Regions from separate parts of the Mus musculus genome. Here region 2 is linked to region 1. The links are chromatin contacts, called in public Hi-C maps. All regions are on one chromosome and are shown on one strand. The core of a region is the stretch at or near the end of the contact, and the rest is flanking DNA. Distances in the headings are between cores, read along the strand shown. Region 1 has its middle 12 kb from the start of Gm39262. Region 2 overlaps Cdh13 (cadherin 13).

The links. Hi-C and Micro-C count contacts between places; a contact is called where the count stands out from the background.
Region 2: a Hi-C map of muscle stem cells shows a contact between it and region 1, with 2.2 times the contacts expected there. The contact joins two enhancer-like sites. A contact is called at or near these places in 1 of 484 Hi-C or Micro-C datasets (muscle stem cells), 1 of 115 datasets of contacts at active chromatin or transcription factors (embryonic stem cells) and 1 of 9 other capture datasets (embryonic stem cells).

What each region holds. Positions count from the first base shown.
Region 1 is chr8:117,956,815-117,964,110 of GRCm38.p6, reverse strand. No RefSeq gene overlaps it. Among named protein-coding and RNA genes, the nearest start is that of Gm39262, 12 kb to the right of the region's middle. Within about 2 kb of position 4,415, at least 1 of the 459 cell types and tissues checked has an H3K27ac peak or open chromatin away from gene starts, as enhancers often do. A contact at or near this core is called in muscle stem cells, where this site is marked.
Region 2 is chr8:118,515,545-118,522,840 of GRCm38.p6, reverse strand. All of the region lies in intron 2 of Cdh13 (cadherin 13), which reads right to left. Among named protein-coding and RNA genes, the nearest start is that of Gm24035, 93 kb to the right of the region's middle. Within about 2 kb of position 4,175, at least 41 of the 459 cell types and tissues checked have an H3K27ac peak or open chromatin away from gene starts, as enhancers often do. A contact at or near this core is called in muscle stem cells, where this site is marked.

The sequences.
Region 1 (7,296 bases), core at 3,166-5,665:
AGTTGGCCCTGCTCAGTCCTCTTTTTGAGGACAGCCCTCACCGGAGCTGACAGTGAGACACCTAGGCAGGCCTGGCTGACCATGGGGTCTCACCCTCTACAGACTTCACTGTTTTGATAACCTTGAGCTTGCTCATGGTAAAAAGCTGTCCTCAGCAGGACGGAGATCTTTTCTTGGAGTCCTACTTTGTAATTTGGATGGACTAATTTATTTGCAAGATAATTTTTCCTCTTGTGCTGAGGTTTCTCTGCTTCTGTGAGCCAAATTACAGTTTATATCCTATCTCTGCTAAGTCCCGGCCAATCGTGCAGAGCAACGCTAAGGCTATGAACTCTCGGCACATGGAATATGCCAGACACACATAGAGCTGCACACTCGGGGTCAGGGCACACAGCTACATGTGCATTCCTGAGCTGAACACAGGAGGTGCAAGCAAAGATGGCCAGTGCTTGAGGCTAGCCATCTGACCTCGTCAGTTTCCTCCACGATGGGACCCTGCGGGTTTCTTCTCTTATTAGCAGATGCCATGCCATGCCAGGCGCTCGGTGCACACACGCGGGGCAGCAGCTGCTCTTCCTGGACCTGTCCCCACCCTCCAGGCTGTCAGCGATGTGCACAGAGAGCTTGTTGCAAGGGTCCAATTTCAGATCTCAAATCTATTTGGCTTAACCTCTGCCCCTCTATCATTGACGGACCCATCAGGGAAGTCACCTTGGGTCGATGCAGAATGCTTGAAAGGCTTGTCTGAGAGAGATTTTTTTTTTCTCTAACACCAGTCACTTTCACTGCTATATTGGAGTTTACTATTGTATTTTTTTTAATAAACCAAAAGGTTTGATGGGAAAATGAAATCTTCTAAAGTTCAAGTAGACCAAAGACACTCCATCCGGACAAAATGAAAATGATCACCAATCATGACACGTTCTGCTCTAATTCTTAAAGCTGTCCACAAACAATAACTGGGCAGCCTCCTTATTCCCTCTGTGTGCCATTCAGCTAACAGCAGGAAAGATGTTGGCATACCAACATAAGTGATGACCATTAGCTTTGAACAAGTGGCAGCTTCGTGCCCGGCACTTTCCTAAGAATGCCCTCATCCCGTCTTCACATAAACAAAGTAGGTATCTAGATTTGCAAGTATGCACAGGGATGTTCTGTGACTTACATGCCCAGAGTCACCCTCCTGGACACAGCAGGTGTCTTCCACCTGCTGCTAGAACGTCTGCTGGGATCTGGGATGGTTTCCGAAGGACTCTAAAGCAAGACTGGACACAGACACAGGAAACAGCCTTCTTCATTTCTGCAGGCATGGCAGTGCTCTGTCTGCCTTCCCCTGGTGTGGAGTGTCGGGTGTCTCCGACCCTGCCCCGGAATTCTTTATCAAGTGGGACTGTATTCTTTTTCTAGAATTTAATACCCTTAATGTCTTAGTCAGAGTTTCTATTCCTACACAAACATGACCAAGAAGCAAGTTGGGGAGGAAAGGGTTTATTCAGCTTACACTTTCCACACTGCTGTTGATCACCAAAGGAAGTCAGGACTGGAACTCAAGCAGGTCAGGAAGCAGGAGCTGACACAGTGACCATGGAGGGATGTTCCTTACTGGCTTGCTTCCCTTGGCTTGCTCAGCCTGCTCTCTTATAGAACCCAGGACCACCAGCCCAGGGATGGCTAGTCCCTCCCACCTTGATCACTAATTGAGAAAATGCCTTACAGCTGGATCTCATGGAGGCATTTCCTTAAGGGAGGCTCCTTTCTCGGTGATAAGTCCAGCTTGTGTCGAGTTGACACACAAAACCAGCCAGTATACTTAGTCATGAAAAGCAATGTCCTGGTCCTGGCAGCCATTAATACCCTTGCCTAGTCTACCCTTGAATTATTATTATTATTATTATTATTATTATTATTATTAATACCCTTGCCTAGTCTACCCTTGAATTATTATTATTATTATTATTATTATTATTATTATTATATTATTATTATTAATACCCTTGCCTAGTCTACCCTTGAATTATTATTATTATTATTATTATTATTATTATTATTATTATTATTATTATATTAATACCCTTGCCTAGTCTACCCTTGAATTATTGGGGTGAGTGGCAGGGGAAGAAGAATGCATTTTAGCATATACCCAATGGTCACCGAATAACAGCCATCTGAGTATGGTTGGGTTGGTATGTACAGAGCAGTGAGTCTCCCAGATTTGGAGAGAGCTGCCCTGAGGACTAGCGAGTACCACTGTTCTGTCACAACAACCCTCAACTCATTGACACCCAGACTGTTGCATGGCCTGTGGCAAATTTTCTAAAAAAACTGTTCTCACAAACCACCACTCCAGCTGGGGGCCTGCCAGTGACATGCTCAGACCCCAGCATAACCAATTGTCCCGGGGCTCCTAGGGTGGCACTAGGAATCTACACGCTCGTTACAAATCCCTCAGTGATTTAGAAAACACTGGAAACCATGACATCATGTTCTCTGGGTCTGGAACAGATGAGTAGTATCTCTTTTCTTTTCTTTTCTTTTCTAAGATTTATTTATTTTATGTATATGAGTATACTGTAGTCGTATTCAGACACACCAGAAGAGGGCATTGGATCTCATTACAGATGGTTGTGAGCCACCATGTAGTTGCTGGGAATTGAACTCAGGACCTCTAGAAGAGCAGTCAGTGCTCTTAACTGCTGAGCCCCCTCTCCAGCCCCCAGATGAATAGTCTTGTACTCAGCATCCCAGGAGAGAATATACAACTCCTGGATTTTACTACGTCCAAGAACAATGAAGAGCATCTCTGACTGTCCAAAGTCCACATCTGACCCATATCTATCCCTCCTGTGTGTTCCTTCACCTTACAGCTTGCTGCATGGACACTGATCACCCTGCTAGTGAAGTCAGCTCTCGGTAAGGAATTTCTCTGATTGGATGCCTTGCCATGAATAAACACCTTCTTGCCCAGAGATAAATCATCACCGTGACTGTGTGTCCTGTGGCTTACATGCTGTACTGGAGGACCAGAAGATAACATCCTGCCACCTGGGTTTGAAGTCATCTATTGGGAAATGAACCTTCAAACATATACCCAAACCCACCTGAATGCTGAGAGTCTCTGAGTCCCTTCTAACTACACGCATGGCATCATATTGGACTAATAACAAAATTGGATAGGAAGCAAGCCATTTTCTGAAGAAAGCTTTCAGTATGCCTAAGCATGCTTCGCTGTATTTATTTCTCCATGAAATGGAGAAAGAAAATATTCCATCAATTTGAGTACTGAAGTTAAAATCCCTGACCAACCCTCATGGACATGAAACAGGAGCAAGAAAGCATTCTTTGTTGTGTTAAGTCAGTGAGATGCTGTAACTATTTGTTACTGTAGCAGACCACAGTTTAGGTGAACTGATACATAACTCAAGCATTTTGGGGACTTTAAGTGAGGATCTAGACCTGTCTCAAATCAGAAAAGATAACTACTCAAATTGGGTGGGGCAGGTGGGTTGGAAAGCTCACCAATTTAGACTGGGGCACAATGGGAATTTTTTATGCTGGACTTTGGTGAGAGAAGAAACCAGCCAGGAGTTGCCGAGAAGGGGCAATCGTTAAGTGTTTTGATGCTAATTTTCAAACACAGACGTTTGTGAAGGGATGAATGGCATGTTTATTAAACAACACGGAGCACTGGAGGGATCTATGTGTGTGGTGATTATTCTGAGAAGGGGAGACAGTGTTCCTGATCCACCAGCAGATACTCCGACCCCAGCCAGTTTAATTAACTTTTGTCATGTGGTTCACTGAATCTGGAAGTGCAAAATTATCTGACTGGGTCCAGAGGTTTGTCAAACACAACCTGGGCTGGGCTGGGGTGTAAAAACAACCATCCTTTCATTTACTGTAAGGGGAAGACCAGGGAGGGCAAAGAGAGTTGGAAATGACGTGAGGGTGCCAGGGCAACCCCATTCCCCCGGAATCACTCTTTGTTTTGGAAGCAATAAGAAATTAGTTAGACATGTGACAAACAGACAAAAACTCAAAATAATGAAAACTTGCTCTGAGAAACAAGTCCCCCATTATTATCATTATGCCTGGGGAGATGGCATTGCTGAGGCGGCTGGGCTCGGCTAGCATCCAAAGATAAGCAGAGAGGAAGGAGGGAGGGAAAGGAGGAGGCTGTTACAGAGATGGTACCACTGATACCCGGAAGAAAGCCACCCTTCTGATAATTGGGTAAGATTTTAAAATTAAAATACTGCTCACTTGGCTGACCCAGAATGGGAGAATTACGAGTGCAGGGAGGTTTTCCTTTATTGAGAATGAGGTCTCAGAACGCAAAAGCGAGGTTCCCCATGCCTCTTTTGAAGTCAGGCAAAAACTACTGCCAAGCTGCTCCCAAAGCCTTTTCCCCTTTTAGCCAACAATTACACGCTGACGGGGCCGTGGGAACAGGGAGGAGCTTGCCTCAACGTCCAGTTGGCTACTGAGTACTGTCTGGATCCAATCAAGAGAAAACTCAGAATTTCAGGGGGCTATACAGACAGAACTACTTCAGAAGGACACAGACCCCATACACACTTCCCTGGTGAAATATGTCAACGTGCTTTCTAAAGCCCGGGATCTCCAGCAGTCCCTGGGAAATAGAACCATCTAGGAAGACAAAGCCTGGAGCCTACAAGCCAATTACGAACGCAAGAGATGACACAGTCAGGAGAGGGCTTTCTGGACAAATCTAAGGTCCTCAGTTAAGTCTGCCTTTAAGTCCAGGACTGGGGAGGCAGAGCCAGGACGTTCCTTGGGGGTTGCTGCCACCCCACCTAGCCAAATCAGCAAATTCTAGGTTCATTGAGAGACCCTGTCTCAAAGAGAGAGAAAGAGAGAGGGAGGGAGCTGGAGAGATGGCTCAGAAGTTAAGAGCATTGACTGCTCTTCCAGAGGTCCTGAGTTCAATTCACAGTGACCACATGGTGGCTCACAACCATCTATAAATGAGATCTGGCGCCCTCTTCTGGCCTGCAGGCATATATGCAAGCAGAACACGGTATACATAATAAATAAACTTTTAAAAAGGGAAAGGAAAGAGGAAGGGAAGAGAGGAAAAGAGAAAGAAAAAAACGAGGAAGAGAGAGGGGGAGGAAGGAAGGAAGGAAGGGAGGAAGGAAGGAAGGAAGGAAGGAAGGAAGGAAGGAAGGAAGGAAGGAAGGAAGGAAGGAAGGAAAAGAAAAAGAAAAAGGTATAGAATGACTGAGGAAAATGCTGCACATTGGTCTCTGGCCTCCAAATGAATGGATCCACATAGAAACACACATGCACATATGAAAACACACAGAAACACACATATGAACACACACAGAAACACACGTGCACATATGAGCACACAGAGAAACACACATGCACAATTCTTTTAAATTAAAGAGGGCAGAAAGTTTTCCTTCTAACTCTGAAAAGCAACACACACATCCTTGGCAGACATTGTTACCCAATCGGGGCGCAGATGTGGATGTACCCTCAGCATCTTATCCCAGGCAGTCAGTCCTAAGCAGGCAACTCGAGCCAGCACACACCATAAGCAGCTTTCTCTCTGACTCTGAATTGAGGTTAGAACTTCCTATGCGTATCAGGAAACCCAGACACATTTCGAGAGCTGCTTGAGACCAACTTGTTTAGCTTCCTACCCAGAAACCGTTCTCCCTTCCAGAACACTCGAGTGCTTGTAGAACAGGCTTTACGGGACCATGTTCCTCAAGGGAGGTGGGCCTCATTGTCTCCCCAGAAGGTAGGTTATGTAAGCCTATGGCACTGCCAGGAGATTAAACCCCAGAGAACATGGAGGCCTGCACAGAGGATGGGGGCAGGGGGCACCTGAAAATGTCTTTCCTTTTCCTGAAAGGAGGAGAAAGAGGGAGGGGATGGGAGAAGAGGGGAAGTGCCTCTCCACTGTAAGACGCTCATAATTTAGTAACACACATCAAGATCATCTGTAGCGCCCCACAAAATCAAGGCTGGAAGATAAGACACTATGCAAAGACTGTCAGAATAAAACGATAAGGAAAGACCAGGGTCCCTACTTCAGGATGTGTAATTATGAGAGATAAATTCTCTCCTCTGCTGAAATAAGCTGAGTTAGGGCTTTGGGTTTCTTAGCACTGAAAGGAAAAGAAAACCAACAATTATCCTGCAGGAGAGGCTCTGGGCAGATATGGATGAGAGGGTCAGAGCAGAGATGGACAGGCAGGCAGACAGACAGACAGACAGTAGAGAGAAGCACCCGACACTTCCATGGCAGACTTTCCAGCCCTGAGTTCTGTCACAGTGACAAAGAAAGTAACATAATAATGCCTTGCCTTCTGAGCAGTACTGTCGCAAATTACCACAAATTTAGTGGCACTCTTGGAGATCTCAAGAAATCTAGAACGGGGTTTCCGCGGGCAAATCCAGGGCTCTGCAGGGAGGGGCACAGCTTCCTAGGAGGCTGCAGAGAAAACATACAGCTATAAAGTGTTTATATTAGCTTCCTGTGGCTGCCATAGCAGGGTAACAAACTGGGTGTTTAGAAACAACAGAAATAAATGCCCCAAATCTAAAGGCCTCGAATCACACCGTCAGCCTGGCCACTCCCTCTGAAAGCTCTGGAGAGGAGCCTTTCCCTGCATCTAACATCAACGGTCACCCTAGGCACTCCTTGGCTTGTAGGTACATCATTCTGAATTGTCTCCATCATCCCACGGAGGGGTGTACCACAGGATGGTGCAGCACTGTCCTGTCCTCCTCTCTCAGAGCAGCCCCAGATGCAAGGCTAGCTAACACAGAGTCCTATAGCAAATGACCCTGTAAACAGCATTCACCCCCCCAACATAGACTCTGTTGGCCCATGTTTCGCTCAAAACTGATTTTACTTCAAACTAAGGCTGAGCCCCATTATCATTACTTAATGTCAGTGTAACAGCGGCGTGATACTCAGGCTCCCTCACGATATATCATCCTGCAGACTTGGATGCTAGCAGGACACAGCAGAAATACAGCCTCCCAACTTCCCAATGTGCTCTTGGCCATCAATATTGATGGCGTGTCATCAATCAAATCGGGGCAGGCTTTTACGTGCTCTCATTTTTAACCAAGTCTCACCGTGCATCACAATGGAATATTTAAAACCATGTACACATTTTATCAAGCCTTCATGACCACTAAATGCTCTCTGGTTTGGAGCTCCAGATATCATTCATTACGCCTAGGGAGGTGCCGTGCAGAAGTAAAGAAGTCAGGCAGGAACTAAAGTGGTTAAGGAGAGAGAGGCAGAAT
Region 2 (7,296 bases), core at 2,926-5,425, 560 kb before region 1:
AGGAGATTTGAGGACAAAGAAACACCTGAGACCCAGAGAAGCTCAGCGGTTCCCATGATTTACACATATGAGCCCAATTTCTACCTTTAGAAACATCCAGGAAAACCAGTTTTGGTTCCTTAATGCCAAATATCCAAGGGACAGCAAGAGCTCTGTAAGAGTGCTGCTTCCAGGGTCTTGGTCTTTGGAGCCATGAAAGATAAACATACCTTGAATTCTAATTTCCATTCACCAGTAGGCACAGGAGAGTTTGTGATTCCCTCTTGTTCTCTGGTATCCTGTGCTTCTGACACTAGCCAACATCTGTGTCTTGGATTCTACCCAAAGCCACACAGACCCTGAAATTTTTCTACAATAGGCAGAGATCAGATTTTCCAGCCTACTTGTGGACTCTGGGGTACACCCTTGCTTTTTGTCAATCCTTAGAAGCCTGGTTAGTCCGCTAGTGACAGAGGAAATGGTACCCACGTGCCTGTGTGTCTTTCCTGTGTTCCAGCTTGCCTAGTTAGCTGCTCTCTTCCATCTTGTGCCAGAAACATTTGCTGCCCATGGTGGATTTAGATGCCGAATCAGGAATAGCAAGAATTTGTAAAAGGTTCAAGATTTAAAGTCAGGAATTCGGTGTTACCGAAGTCTGGAATGCCAGGGTTTCGTTCTTGCTAAGCACAGACATGTCTCAGCCTTCGGAAGAGCTAAGGCGGGATTTCAGAGAGGGTTGGGCAGCTCACACTGGAAGCTTTGTAGCCTGGGTGGCAGACTGGAGGAGTGCTGCTGAGGAAGGGGAAGAGGTAGTAGTTCTCTGGGGTTTAGAAGAAGCAGGATCTTTATGGTAGAGCCTTGATGGAGAAAAGGTATCACCAGGGGCAGGTCTTGAGGTTTTGTAATTTGGCTCTACTTGCTGTTTGTTCTCAGCTTCCCAACTATAGATACAGTGTGACCAACCATCCACCTCTCTGCAGCCAGGCCTCTTTTGTCAATGTATCCCTTCAGAGAGTAAGCCACAATAAATCCTTTCTCCCTTAAGTTGTTTCTCTTTGGGTATTTAGTTGCAACTATAAAGAAAAGTTACTAAAGCAACTACATTTTGTCTTATATCTATTAGCTCAAGAGAATCCCAGAAAAAGAGCAGGAGAAAAAAAAAAATGACCATACACACAACTTGCCCTCCTCTCAAGAATTGAGGCTGGGTTTGACTCCTGGTAGCTCAGGTTGACCACAGGCCTTGGATGAAAGGAGAAAACTGGCTTGACTATACATACCCAGACTACAGGAAGAGTGTGTGTGTGTGTGTGTGTGTGTGTGTGTGTGTGTGTGAGTGTGTTTAAGGATGGCTATAAGGCCAGCTCTGAAATTTTGGATGCAAGAAAATATAATTTTGGATTATGTAGATCATCTACATGACTTATAGAACATTTACTATGCATCTCCACATGAGAAAGGTCAGAAAAGAGCCTACAGTTAGAAAATCAGCCTACCAGTCAATCAATTAGTCAGTCAACCAATCTATCCACAAGCTGACAAACTTGGTTGATATCATAACTCTTCTTTCGTTGTAGCCCATTCCCATTCTGTAGGACAGCACTACAAAGACAGGCCTTTGGGAAATGAAAGTATAGAACAAACAGACACTTGCATGAACTTGAGATCCAGGAAATCAGCACAGCACAGTGAGTGACACCAAGAACGGAGACCACCGGGGGGCAAGCTGACTTAGCCACTTTGTCTTCAAGAATCTACCCAAGAACATTAGACTCTCAGCCAGCAATAGCTCTGCTATCAACTCCAGCAAATTCAAGGCGATCAATTTATCTGAGTCAACAGTCTTCTCCTTGAGACAAATGGCTCATTTATCAAGCAGTAACCCAGTCACGGGTTACCTGGATATCCACACCCTGCAGTTTTAAGTCAGTTGGTCACGCTTGACTCAAAGCTGGCCGGTTCCTGAACTTCAATCAATGGTGCTGAACCCTCCAACAATACCAGGGAATATCTATTTACTTCTTGTCCTTTTGAGAACAGGTCAAGGTGCTGAGGGGACTCTGGAAGGGCATTCCCTCCCATGAAGCATTCTGGGACATCTTTGCAGATACTACTTTGATGACCAGCGTGGAAACATAGATGAATCTGCATGCCACAGCCCCCTGTCCTTTCTGGATAGAGTGCAGTACCACCCACGTCCCTTGATACCGGGGGTGGGGGTGGGGGAGGGGTCAGTTCTCAAAATTCAGGGACTGCCTCTGATTTTTACTTTTTCTGAGTACCCTCTGTAGAGACACAGCCTCTACTTATGAGGCCAAATTCTAGACCAGAGAGCTTGGACCTCCTGCTTCTCTCCCAGGAGTCTAAGCAGAAACTCAGGATGCTAAGAAGGATTTGCAGCTAATGAATATGTGGTCCACAGGCCACACCCAAATGCTCAGGAACCCAAGACAGAAACAGAAATCAAAGCAACAAGATACAGATGTAGATATATCAAGTCTCATTTTGAGAGCTTGTGTCTATGAAGCCCTGGCTCCTGTTTCATTTTACTGTAACACTGTATCACGTTATTATGAAAAAGTATGATTTGTAAGAGTAGGGCAGGAAGGTGGGTGCTATGTCCTGTCAATGTCACATTTGGGGTGCTATCATATCTGTCCAAGGATCACTGAACTCTCTTGGAAAACACGAGCTGTCCCCTCATTGCTGACAATTCGCTGAAGGTGGCAGACTTGACAAAATTACATGGTATTTTGGAGTAGAGGAGAAAGGCACATGCATTCAAAAGATAATTCTGATGGTAATAGGATATTAACCAGCTTTGAACAGGGCTTGGCATCTGGTGGTTCTCAACCATCTTAATGCTACAACCATTTAGTACAGATCCTCATGATGTGGTGAACCCCCAACCAGAAAATAATTTTGTTGTTACTTCAGAACTATAATTTTGCTACTGCAATGAATTGTAATGTAAATACAGATCTGCTTTAACCTGTCTTCCTTTATTATTAAATTGCTTGCAAGCATCTGACTCCTCCAATGTATGTTGGACCTTCCCGCCCTCACCTCTTGATTTGTCTTTAAGACAGGGTCTGGCCACGTTTTATAGATTTGTCTCAAACTTGAGATCCTCCTGCTTCAGCCTCCTGAGTCCCAGGATGACAAATGTGCATGACCACACCTATCTTTACTGTTTGCTCTGTAACTTTATTAAAATCATTCACACACACACATACCATATACAATGTACACACACACACACACCATATACAATGTACACACACACACACACACACACACACACACACCATATACAATGTACACACACATGCACACATACACATATGTGTGTGTATGTGTGTATGTGTGTGTGTGTGTGTGTATATTTGCATTTTGGAAATAATTACATTTCTATTTATTTATGCTTGTTTGTAGAGGTATCTGTCTGCATTAACCTAGCTCCGAATTCTGCTTCAAAACCTTTGAAGCTCTAGTTCTCTACTATCCTGAGGCCTCCTTGGATTTGTGATCTACATAATTTCCTCCCTGCCACTCCACTTAACTAAACATCTTTCTTCAAAGTATAGTTTTAGTTAGGTTTACTAAATACTGCCTTGATTTTGTCCGCAGGAAGAAAGCTCTGGAAGGGTGACCAGAGTTGCCAGCATGAGAGCCCATGCCCTCATGTAGAAGCCATGACTTCTCTCCCTCCCCTGACCATGGACCAGGGTGTAGTTCTGGTTTATGCCTCCCTATCACTCTGGACATTCCTTGAGCATTCACTCACATGTATGGGCCTGGTTGCTTTAATTCAGGTCTGCCTTCAGCTTCACCCCCTTTATTAAGCACGTGGAATGTGACTGCATCATGTGTTTCTAGCAGGATTTATCTCCTCTGGTCCTCGTGTTCCATTCTAATCCACAGTACATCTTTCCACTGAAACAAAACACAGTGCTCACCACATGGAGGGGGTGATTCATGCTCTCCACTGTTTTCCAAGCGTTAATCACATCTCTCCTGTTATTCAGAATCAATGTTTCCTCATTTGGAATCCCCCTTCCCTCTGTAGGATCTAATATATACATATGGAAATTAAAACCAGTTTAAGTTAAAAATAGACCCTCCGGGAGGTCTCCCGAATCAGCTGACATGTGCGGTTCACAGGGAGCTGGATGGCTGACAACTATTCTGGCTTCAGAGAGTAAAGAGATCAGCTAGTGTGGCAGTTGGCCCCTTTGCAGGAATGGTCTGCCAAGACGCCCGTTTACCAAGTTGCAAACCAGTAAGGAAATGGAGCAAGGGAAAAATGGGCCACCGCCCTCTGCTGTCCCAGAAGCAGCTGGTGGAGGGGGACCAGATGAACATCTTCTTGCAAGGATGCTCTCTTAAATAGCAGCAGTCTGTGGCTTCCCCAAATCCAGGAGGCTCAGCCTACCTCAAGTGTGCCATAACTCACACAGCAGCAAAGCCCAAATGGCGTGATACTATCTGTGGTCTTCACTTGAACTGGATCAGGGTAAATATTTGCATGGCCTATTACAGAAGCAGCAATCTGTCTCATGATGGAGTACTGTTCCCCAGCCACCTGGTGGGATGGTGCAATATCCACCGGAAATACCCTGTAACCCAGTGACCGCTTACAATTCCAAAACACATCTTGACTGACGCTCAGGAGGAAACACTTCTTAAACATTCTTAAGCTCTAGTCCAGAGACCAAGAGTGGGGGAGGTGTGGGGTCAGGAAACAAAGTGTATATAGCTCAGAACACGAAAGTGCCTACACGGAAGCCACAGATGGGAGCTTGGCAAATCGCTCAGACAGGATAGTGTTATTCCACAAAACCCATGTAAAATGCTGGGAAGGGCTGTTCATATTTATAATCCTGTGCTACGAGGTTGAGGATGATGGATCTCAGGAGCTCCCGGCTTTGCTGAACTGTTTCAGGCCAGTGTCAGGTAACTGTTTTAACAAGCAAGGTGGGCAGCATCCTGAGGAAAGTCTCCCTGTCCCTGATCTCTGTCTGCATTCACATGCAGGCACTCTCTTCTGCCATCCCCCCCTCCCCTCACTAAGACTCCTGTCTCAGGACTCACATGCTATGATTGCAGGCTGTTCTCCATGCATGGGCAGTTGGGACGGTGCACACGTGAAAATGCAAAGGTCTTAGGTGGCCAGGTACAAGAGACCGTGAACTTAGTCAAGGAAAAGTGCTTGAGAGAGAACACTTGGGCTGGCAAGTATTTGCAATGCCTTCCCTTCTGGCTCTCTAGCCAACAGGAAATTTCCATAAAAATGAAGGTGAAAGGGACAGACCAAGGGCGCTAAGCAGTTACTAGGATGTGTGTGAATTTGTTCCATTACAGGATAATAAGATCCTCGGCCTTCTCAGACTATTTAAAGCCATGCTTAATCTTCCCCAATTTACATCTGGCTGCCTCGCTCATTAAGCATCCTGATACACGTGGCTCTAATGCCTTCAATTAGGAGATACTCCTGTAAATCCGTATGTTCCTGTATTCCTAAGCCCTTGAAGAAAAGCAGAAACAAAAGAGATTTATGGCAGTTGCAGGACCATGTGAATGAAGACACTCAACAGGTTGAAGAGCCAGGCCAGATGGCGGCACTTAGACTCTGATGTTCCTAATTAAGCAATCTGCTCACCAGCATCCCCAGCAAGGAGCCTGGCATGACAGGATGGCTGTCCTCATCCCAAGCCACCTAAGACATTTCCATTGCCATGTGTGCTAGCTTCTAAAAATTCTTGTGTATGGTGTGCAGCCTGCAGTTGTAGGATGTGAGTCCTGAATGGGAGTCTTTGGGACAAAGCATGACACCATGTATGGGGGGGGTGGTGGGAGGGAGGACTCTCTTGCTTGTACCAGTCCAGCATAATTTCTTCTTCAGAAGTTCAGAGTCACCATTTTTCAAGGCCAACAAGAACACTAAGTCTTCTTGGACACCGTGTCTAGTTTGGTGATAGGGAATGTCCCAGATTGGCCCCTTCGGTTGGTCATGACATGCTTGCTGGGATGTCTGGGAAGAAAGGTTCTAGGTGACTGAGCTGGAGGAAGAAATGAAAGGGGACACAGTGGCCATCTTGGACATGTCTGAGAGTGGAGATTGTAGCAGACGCATCAGAAAACAGAGCAGAGTAACAGGGAGCCCTATTGTGTTGCCCCTAAACCACCTAAACCAAAGCTAACTCAAACCTGGACATTTCCATTGGGAGATGGTAACTGTACTAGTGATTTTGAAATGTCAACTAGACACAACTTAGAGTCACTTAGAAAGACAGTCTGTATGAAGAATTATCTAGATCAGGTTATCCTCTAGGGGCATATCTGTGGGGAACTGTCCCAACCGTTAATTAATACCATTAGATACCATTAGTACCACAATCAGACCATTGTGGGCAGCACCATTCCCTATGCAGGGGGTCCTGAGTAATATGGAAGAGAAAACGTTAACTGAGAACATGAGGACACACATTTGTTCTCTTCGCATTTTACTCTAGAGTGATGTGACTTACCTCTTGAGGTTCTTGTGTGACTTCCCCCAAAACATGGTCTTGGGATTGATTCTATGTCAAACAAACCCTCTCCCATCCTAAGCTCTATTTTGTCGGTGACTGTCATGAAACCAGCAACCTTACATGGTTTTGATGGCTCTGCATGGAGGTGAGGTACTACTGGTTACAACCAAACAGCCCTCATTAACTTGCCTTGTTACATGAATGACGGCCAGAGGTCCAAAGAGTCAAGAAGTCAGTGTTTCGACCAGGAAGTTAAGTTGGCTGCAGTGATTCCAGCTGTCCTTTGTAGGATCTCTCTCTCTCTCTCTCTCTCTCTCTCTCTCTCTCTCTCTCTCTCTCTCCTCCTGCCCTTATTCCACTCACAGCTATTTCCCAATCCCATTGCCATGCCACGCCCCCCCCCCCCCCCCATCAAATCCTGTTCTGGTATGCCTTGTCTTAATCATCCCAAGTTTCAGCTTCTGACATGGCTCCAGGCCAGTCTGAGCCCCGCCGCCACTCTTCCTTCCCATCTGCCTCCTGTTCTGAACTCCCAGACCTCCAACCTCGCTCAGCTCTCACACATGGCCCCTGCTGGAACACCACCTGTAACTGACAACTCAGTCTTCGCGATAGATTATGAAGTCTTTGGCCAATTACTGAGTATATCCCCAGAAGTACAAACACTGAGTTCTATGGTACTGTTGGTCAATCTAACAACTGTTTACCAGAGGAGCTGCAATTTTCTTTCCCACCAACCGCCTAAGAGTCCAGGCACCCCATCTTCACATCAATATGCAGCATC